2 separate regions of the Sus scrofa genome follow, and region 2 is linked to region 1. A link is a contact called in public HiChIP or PLAC-seq data. All regions are on one chromosome and are shown on one strand. The core of a region is the stretch at or near the end of the contact, and the rest is flanking DNA. Distances in the headings are between cores, read along the strand shown.

The links. HiChIP or PLAC-seq counts read pairs in DNA pulled down with a chosen protein or histone mark.
Region 2: an H3K27ac HiChIP or PLAC-seq map of alveolar macrophages shows a contact between it and region 1. The contact joins the promoter of ACPT here to the promoter of FAM71E1 in region 1. A contact is called at or near these places in 10 of 47 Hi-C or Micro-C datasets (embryonic fibroblasts, epiblast stem cells, fetal liver and 5 more) and 1 of 2 datasets of contacts at active chromatin or transcription factors (alveolar macrophages).

The regions. Positions count from the first base shown.
Region 1 is chr6:55,314,948-55,318,095 of Sscrofa11.1, reverse strand. It overlaps FAM71E1 (protein FAM71E1), which reads left to right and starts at 1,827. Exons shown (of 5, transcript XM_005664786.3): 1 at 1,827-1,994; 2 at 2,171-2,289; 3 at 2,645-2,775. The coding sequence starts at 1,925. EMC10 (ER membrane protein complex subunit 10) reads right to left here and starts at 1,712. Exons shown (of 7, transcript XM_003127366.5): 1 at 1,478-1,712; 2 at 312-384. The coding sequence starts at 1,591.
Region 2 is chr6:55,533,800-55,536,976 of Sscrofa11.1, reverse strand. ACPT (testicular acid phosphatase) reads right to left here and starts at 1,571. Exons shown (of 13, transcript XM_013998709.2): 1 at 1,447-1,571; 2 at 1-28.

The DNA of each region.
Region 1 (3,148 bases), core at 578-3,077:
CGACTACCGCGAGGATGTGTGAGTTAATACACGAAGGGCAGCCAACTACGAGGGCAGTGGGTCAGGGCACGGGGCACTTGATCAAAGTCGGCTCTGAGGCTGGAACCGCTGTGCTGACCTTTCTGAAAAGAGCATCTGCCCTGCAGCTAAGGGAGTATTCAAAGGCAGAGCTTCTATGCCCCTCCTCACCCCCCCCCCCAGTGGGATGCTAACACACTCCCAAGAGCGAAGTGTTTCACACTGGGTGGCACCCAGACCGGAGTTCCTGACCTCACAGGGCACCAGACAGGTCAGGACGTTACTGGACTCACCGATCTCAAATGAGTGCTCCAGCAGCAGCCCCACGGTGCCGCAGCCCTCGCCCTCTCGACTTTCAGCCCCAGCCTGCAGGGGACAGAGAGGGCTGAGGCCAAGGATCGTCAGAGCCTGCAGTTCCACAGGACCCAGAGATCCGAAGACAGAGCAGCAGGGTGCAGGAAGAGCCTTATTTTCATACCCGTATCCAAACAGTGACACTTGCCCCCGATTCCACTAGGAACTGCCCATTTCATGAAAACCAGACCCCGCAAACCAGCAGAACTTCCTTTCCAAGGTCACTTTCATGCCTAGGGTCATAAATATTCATGGGCACCCTGGGCTTCCTTCCCAAGCTAATATCCAAGCGGCCTCGTTTTCACTTTAACAGCCCCAACAGCCATGAGGCCCCCGCCCCGAGTTCCACCCTAACAAGCACACGCAAGTTCCCTTCCTTTTCTCCAACTCTCCAAATTTCTCAGACGTCTGTGTCCTCCACTCTACTGCCACAAGCCCGCCGGCAACCTTGATCCAGATTTAATCCCCAAGCTAAATGCTGCGCCCTCCTCATGAATATTCATGATCCAGAACTCCTCTCCCTTCGCCTTTTTCATTTTAGCCGCCCGAGTTCTGATTCGCCAAGATTCCACCCACGTCAGAACTTCTCGAGCAGATTCACGACTGCAGATTCCTAGCCTTCGAAATGTTTAGGTTTTTTTTTTCTTTTTGGCAGCGCACGCGGCATGAGGAAGTTCTCGGGCTAGGGATCGAACCCGTGCCAGAGCAGCGACCCAGGCCGTTGCAGCGACAACGGCAGATCCTTAACCTGCTGGGCCACAAGAAAATTCCGTTCAAATGTTAAAGATCTTGCCCCAACCTTCTCTTTCGGAATAGTCTCGTATTCACCGCACCGAACACCCGTCCGCACCCCCCCAAAAAAAACAACCCCAACCGAGCCCCGCCCCCTCATGCATATTCACTAACTAGTATCTTCCTAATTATCCTCTCACTTTCTCCCAGTCCTGCGGCCTCGGGCATGCACCTCGGGACCGCTTTCCCGGGTTTGCAACCTTGTCTTCCCTCAGCCCAGCGCAGCCTCGCTCCCACCATAACCGACCTAAAAGCCCGAGACACACAATTTCCGTCAGGCTCCGTGCTCCGTGCAGAGCGAATAAGCACTCACCCCCCGCACAGAGGCCCCGGACCTGCAACCACTACCCCTCGCCCGGCTGGGGGCTGCTGCAGCCATCACCAAGAGCAGCAGCAGCCGAGTAGCCCCAGCGCGGGCCCCGGCCATTTCGGCCCTTTCCCACCAGGCACCGGGCAGGAGTGAGCCGGGAGCCGCGGAGCACGCCGGGAAAAACGGGCCGCACCTCGTCGCCCGTGCGCCTGCGCCTTGCGTCGGCGCACTAGCGCCCGCCGTTACCGGGCAGAACGTCAGCGGAGCGGCCTCCGCTCCATCCGGGTCTCTGGGCACCTCCCCTGGATGACGCTACAGTCGCGGACGGCTTCTCCGTGACGTAGTCAAACCCCGTCCGCTGCGTTGTGACGTCACAGAGCCTACGGCCCCGCCCCCCTATTTTCTCCGAGGGCGCCTCCCTGCGTTTCCTCTAAGGGGCGGGGCGTTGCGATGAAACCAGTGCACCAGCCTAAGCCCGCCCCTGGTGGAGCCGGTGAGGCGGGACTAGGTGGGATGGCAGGTGAGAGGCGGAGCCGGGCCTGGAGGGGTTGGACCGGGTGAGGGATGGGGACTGCGATGCGGAGACCGCTAGCCCGAAACCCCCTATCCTCAGCGCGGGGTGGCCCGGGCCCTACCAGCTGGAGGGCCCCGGCGCAGGCTCTTGGAATAGACCTGAGAACTTCGCTGCCCCTGTAGAACGCCCCCTGTTTCCAGCCTGCCCCACGGGCCGGCCCGGGCGGCTCCAACGCCATCTCCTGAGCGGCGAGTTCGACCAGCTGCGAGACTTCCCCATCTTTGAGAGCAACTTCGTGCAGGTGTGAAGACCCAGGACCCTCCTAGCGCAAGCCTGAACCCCGATCTCCTGCCTTAGGGAACCTCTGTTCTCCCTGCTTCTGATCACTCCCCCATCACGCCCATCTCCTGAGATTCCTGACTGACACACACACACACACACACCACACACACACACACCACACCCCCGCCACGCCAGTACCTCCAAACCTGGCCTCTGATTCCCTGGGTCCAGTTTCCAGGCCTTCATATCCATATGACTCTTGACCTTTGACCCCTTGATTTGGTGGTTAACTTCCTTGGTTCCTTGAACCATAAACCTACCCAAATTCCTGCCCCCCATCTATCCAGCTTCTAACCTCTGACCCCCGGCCCCAGGTGACCCGGTTAGGAGAAGTTGCCAACAAGGTCACCATGGGGGTGGCAGCCTCCAGTCCAGCCCTGGAACTTCCAGACCTGTTGCTGCTGGCCGGCCCTGCCAAGGAGAACGGATGCCTGCAGCTCTTCGGGTGACTGCCCCCACCCCGGCCTAGACCTCTTCCTTCCCCAGCTCTGGGCATCCTAGGCCCCCTGCAGCACCTTCTTCCACCCAGACGACCCACGAGGGCTGCCAGCCCTCTCCAGGCTACTGTCCACCTGGAGAACAAGGACAGGGCCATCCAACAGGGGCCGGAAATCAGGGATGGATAGACAGGAGGGGGACAGCCCTCAGTCACACCCTGGCAGGGTCAGGAGAATGACCACTTATGCAGCACTTACTGCATGCCAGGTGTCCCCTGGACCACATGCATAGTCCCACCTCTGACCTCATAGTCTCGTATAATGGGGCCCCTCAGCCCAGTGCTCCAAAAAGAAACCCTGAGTCCCAGAGAGGGGAGCCAC
Region 2 (3,177 bases), core at 322-2,821, 220 kb before region 1:
TTACCCAACTTCTCTTTGCCTTAGATTCCTGACTCATAAAAATGAAGACAAGCACCGTCTAGGCCTCAGAGAGTTGCTTTGAGTAAATTCTTATTTTTATGATAAGAAACATTTCAACATTTAAAAGTCTTCTCTGGGAGTTCCCATCGAGGCTCAATGGAAACAAATCTATCATCCATGCGGATGCAGGTTCGATTCCTGGCCTTGCTCAATGGGTTAAGGATCCGGCTTTGCCATGAGCTGTGGTGTAGGTCGCAGACATGGCTCAGCTCCTGTGTTGCTGTGGCTGTGGTGTAGGCTGGCAGCTACAGCTCCGATCTGACCCCTAGGCTGGGAACCTCCATGGGTGCAGTCCTAAAAAAAACTACTAAAATAAAATAAAATAAAATCCTAAAACGTACTCATCTTAGTGGATTCTATTTTTTTTTAATTTTACAAACTAGAAAATTTGCCTGAGACCACCCCACTCACAGATGCCAGAGTTGGGATTCGAATCGCCCCACTGGCCCCGGAGCAGGTGTCTCTTACTTGGCACCACTGGCAAGGGCCTCTGGGCTGCTCTCTGCTCAGCAGCTGAGACAAGACAGCAGGTGATCGCTTGATCAACACAGGCTGGGAATGTACTGTCTCGAGATGCAAAGTTGTAGCCATTCTGTGCAGAGATGGAATCCTGGATTATGAGGGCTGAGCACGTGCTTCTGTCCTCTGTATTCCAGTAACCCAGAAGTTAACTGCTTTTTGTTTTTGTTTTTTGCCACTCTCCCAGCAAGTGGAAGTTCCCGGGCCAGGGATCAAACCTGTGGCACAGCAGTGACCCAAGCCACCACAGTGACAACGCCAGGTCCTTAACCCCCTGCACCACAAGGGAACTCCCAGAAGTTAGTCCTAAAAGCAAAATGGGGAGTTCCCGTTGTGGCGCAGCGGAAACAAATCTGACTAGTATCCATGAGGAGACTGGTGCAATCCCTGGCCTTGCTCAGTGGGTTAAGGATCCGGCATTGCCATCAGCTGTGTTGTAGGTCGCAGATGTGGTTCGGAGCCCTTGTTGCTGTGGCCGTGGTGTAGGCTGGCAGCTGTAGCCATGATTCGACCCCTAGCCTAGGAATCTCCATATGTCATGGGTGCAGCCTAAAAAGCAAAAATAAAGCAAAAGAAAAGAAATAAAGTAAAATAAAATAAAAGCAAGATGGGGAGTTCCCATTGTGGCTCAGCAGGTAAAGAACCTGACTAGTATCCATGAGGATGCGGGTTCAATCCTTGGCCTCACTCAATGGGTTAAGGGTTCTGAGTTGCTGTGGCTGTGGTGTAGGCCGGTGGCTATAGCTCCAATTAGACCCCTAGCCTGGGAACCTCCATATGCCGCGGGGGCAGCCCTAGAAATAAGTAAATAAATAACTAAGTAAATAAATGCAAGACAGACAAAAAAAAAAAAAAAGACTTAGGTACCTGTCTACAAAACTCGCAGGATTGCTGGCGGAGCAAAAGCCGGGGCCTGGCGCAAGAGGGCTGTGGGAGTCACGGGCGTGTCCCTGTCCCCGTGGCCCAGAGATGGGGAAGCTGTGGCCTCTGCCCTGCTTTCTGCCATGATGACGGCTGCCCCTGCCCCCACACTGGAGACCAGGCTCTGGCAGGCTCGGTCCCACCACGGCTCTTGCATCCGACAGACCCCTTAGGAAGAAATTTTTCCTGGCCACTTCGGCTGCTCTCCTGGCCTCCAGCCTCCCCCTCCCGGCGATATTCCGGCCCTCAGAGCTGGCCTGGTGCCTCCCCGGCTCCCAGCCCTCCCACGGCTTCCCAGAGCCCCCCCAGGGCTGCAGGTCTGGACTCCCCCATCTCAAGTGTCCCCTCCATGTGGCCGTCTGCATCCAAAGGCCCCTCTTGCCCCAGGCAGCTGCCTCAAGGCCCCTCTACCCAGCATGCCCTTCTCCCGTCACCATGGCTGCCATTCTGGTCTCCCAGACGACCCCCTGGCAGGTTCTGCCCACTGGTCTTTCTCTCTCTGGCTCAGAGGCCCAGCACAGGGAGAGGGAGCCACCCTGCAGCCGAGACCCATGGCCATGAACTTTCAGGAAGTGAGGAGGGGCCCGGAGAGGGGAGGAGGGAGGGAGGGAAGGGGAGGGGTCCTGACCTCTGACCCCTCCCCCCAGAATGTGACTCTGGCCATGGCCGTGTTTACCATCCTCGCCTCCATTTACTTCTTCAACAAGGTGAGTGGCAAAGGGCCGCGGTAGCAGGCTGGGTCTCTGGCCCTATGCCCTTCCCGTGAGCATCCTGGCCGCTCTTCCTCGCTCATGTTTCTCTGTATGTCTTTTCCTCTCAGGCTCAGCAATGAGAAGACACAGGACCCCCTCATCCCAGAGCCCTGTCTCTGCCCCAACCATGACTGTGGCCTCGGAAGCCAAATAAATGTGACCGAATCAGCTCATCCTTCTCCATCCTACCTGCTTGAGGGCCAGGCTTCCGGGTCAGAGAGCAGAGGCCTGGACTCCTGGCTCTGTGGAAGGCGAGGGCTGGGGTAGGGAGCTCGACGTGCAGGTTTGTGGCTAGGCGCCCAGAGTCCAAGCTGGGTTTTGAGGGATAAGTAGGAGTCTGCCACGAGCATTTAGAGAGGCTGGAGGACATTCCAAAGGCGGATGCAAGAGAAGTTCAGATTTAGTCCTTCTCTCTGAGCCCTGGTTTTCTTCTCAGTCAGACAAAAGTGAACATCTTTTTCCAGTGGGCCCCAGAAGGCCATGGCAAGGGCAGCCTGAGATCAAAGATGTGAATGGCATTTGCAGGCTGCAAGGGGTCTGCAGTCGTCCTCTGATGTCTTGTCTCAACACATCTTTCTCTTTTCTTAGAAAACTCCTATTCAGCCTTCAAGACCCACTGTAAACACCCCTTCCTATAAAAGTGTCCAGACCTCAAGACCCGCAGTTACTGGCCCCCTCACAAACTATCTCCTCCCCATTCCCTATCTCCATCCCCAGTAGATGGAGCGCCCTGGGTGACACCCCAGCCTTTGGTTGAGCTTCATCCTTTTTTCTCACCAAATAAATAAGATGATTTTCAACTCAAGATCTAAAAAGGCAGCTTCTGGAGTTCCCGTCGTGGCGCAGTGGTTAACGAATCCGACTAGGAACCATGAGGTTGCGGGTTCGGTCCCTGCCCTTGCTCAGTGGGTTAACGATCCGGTGT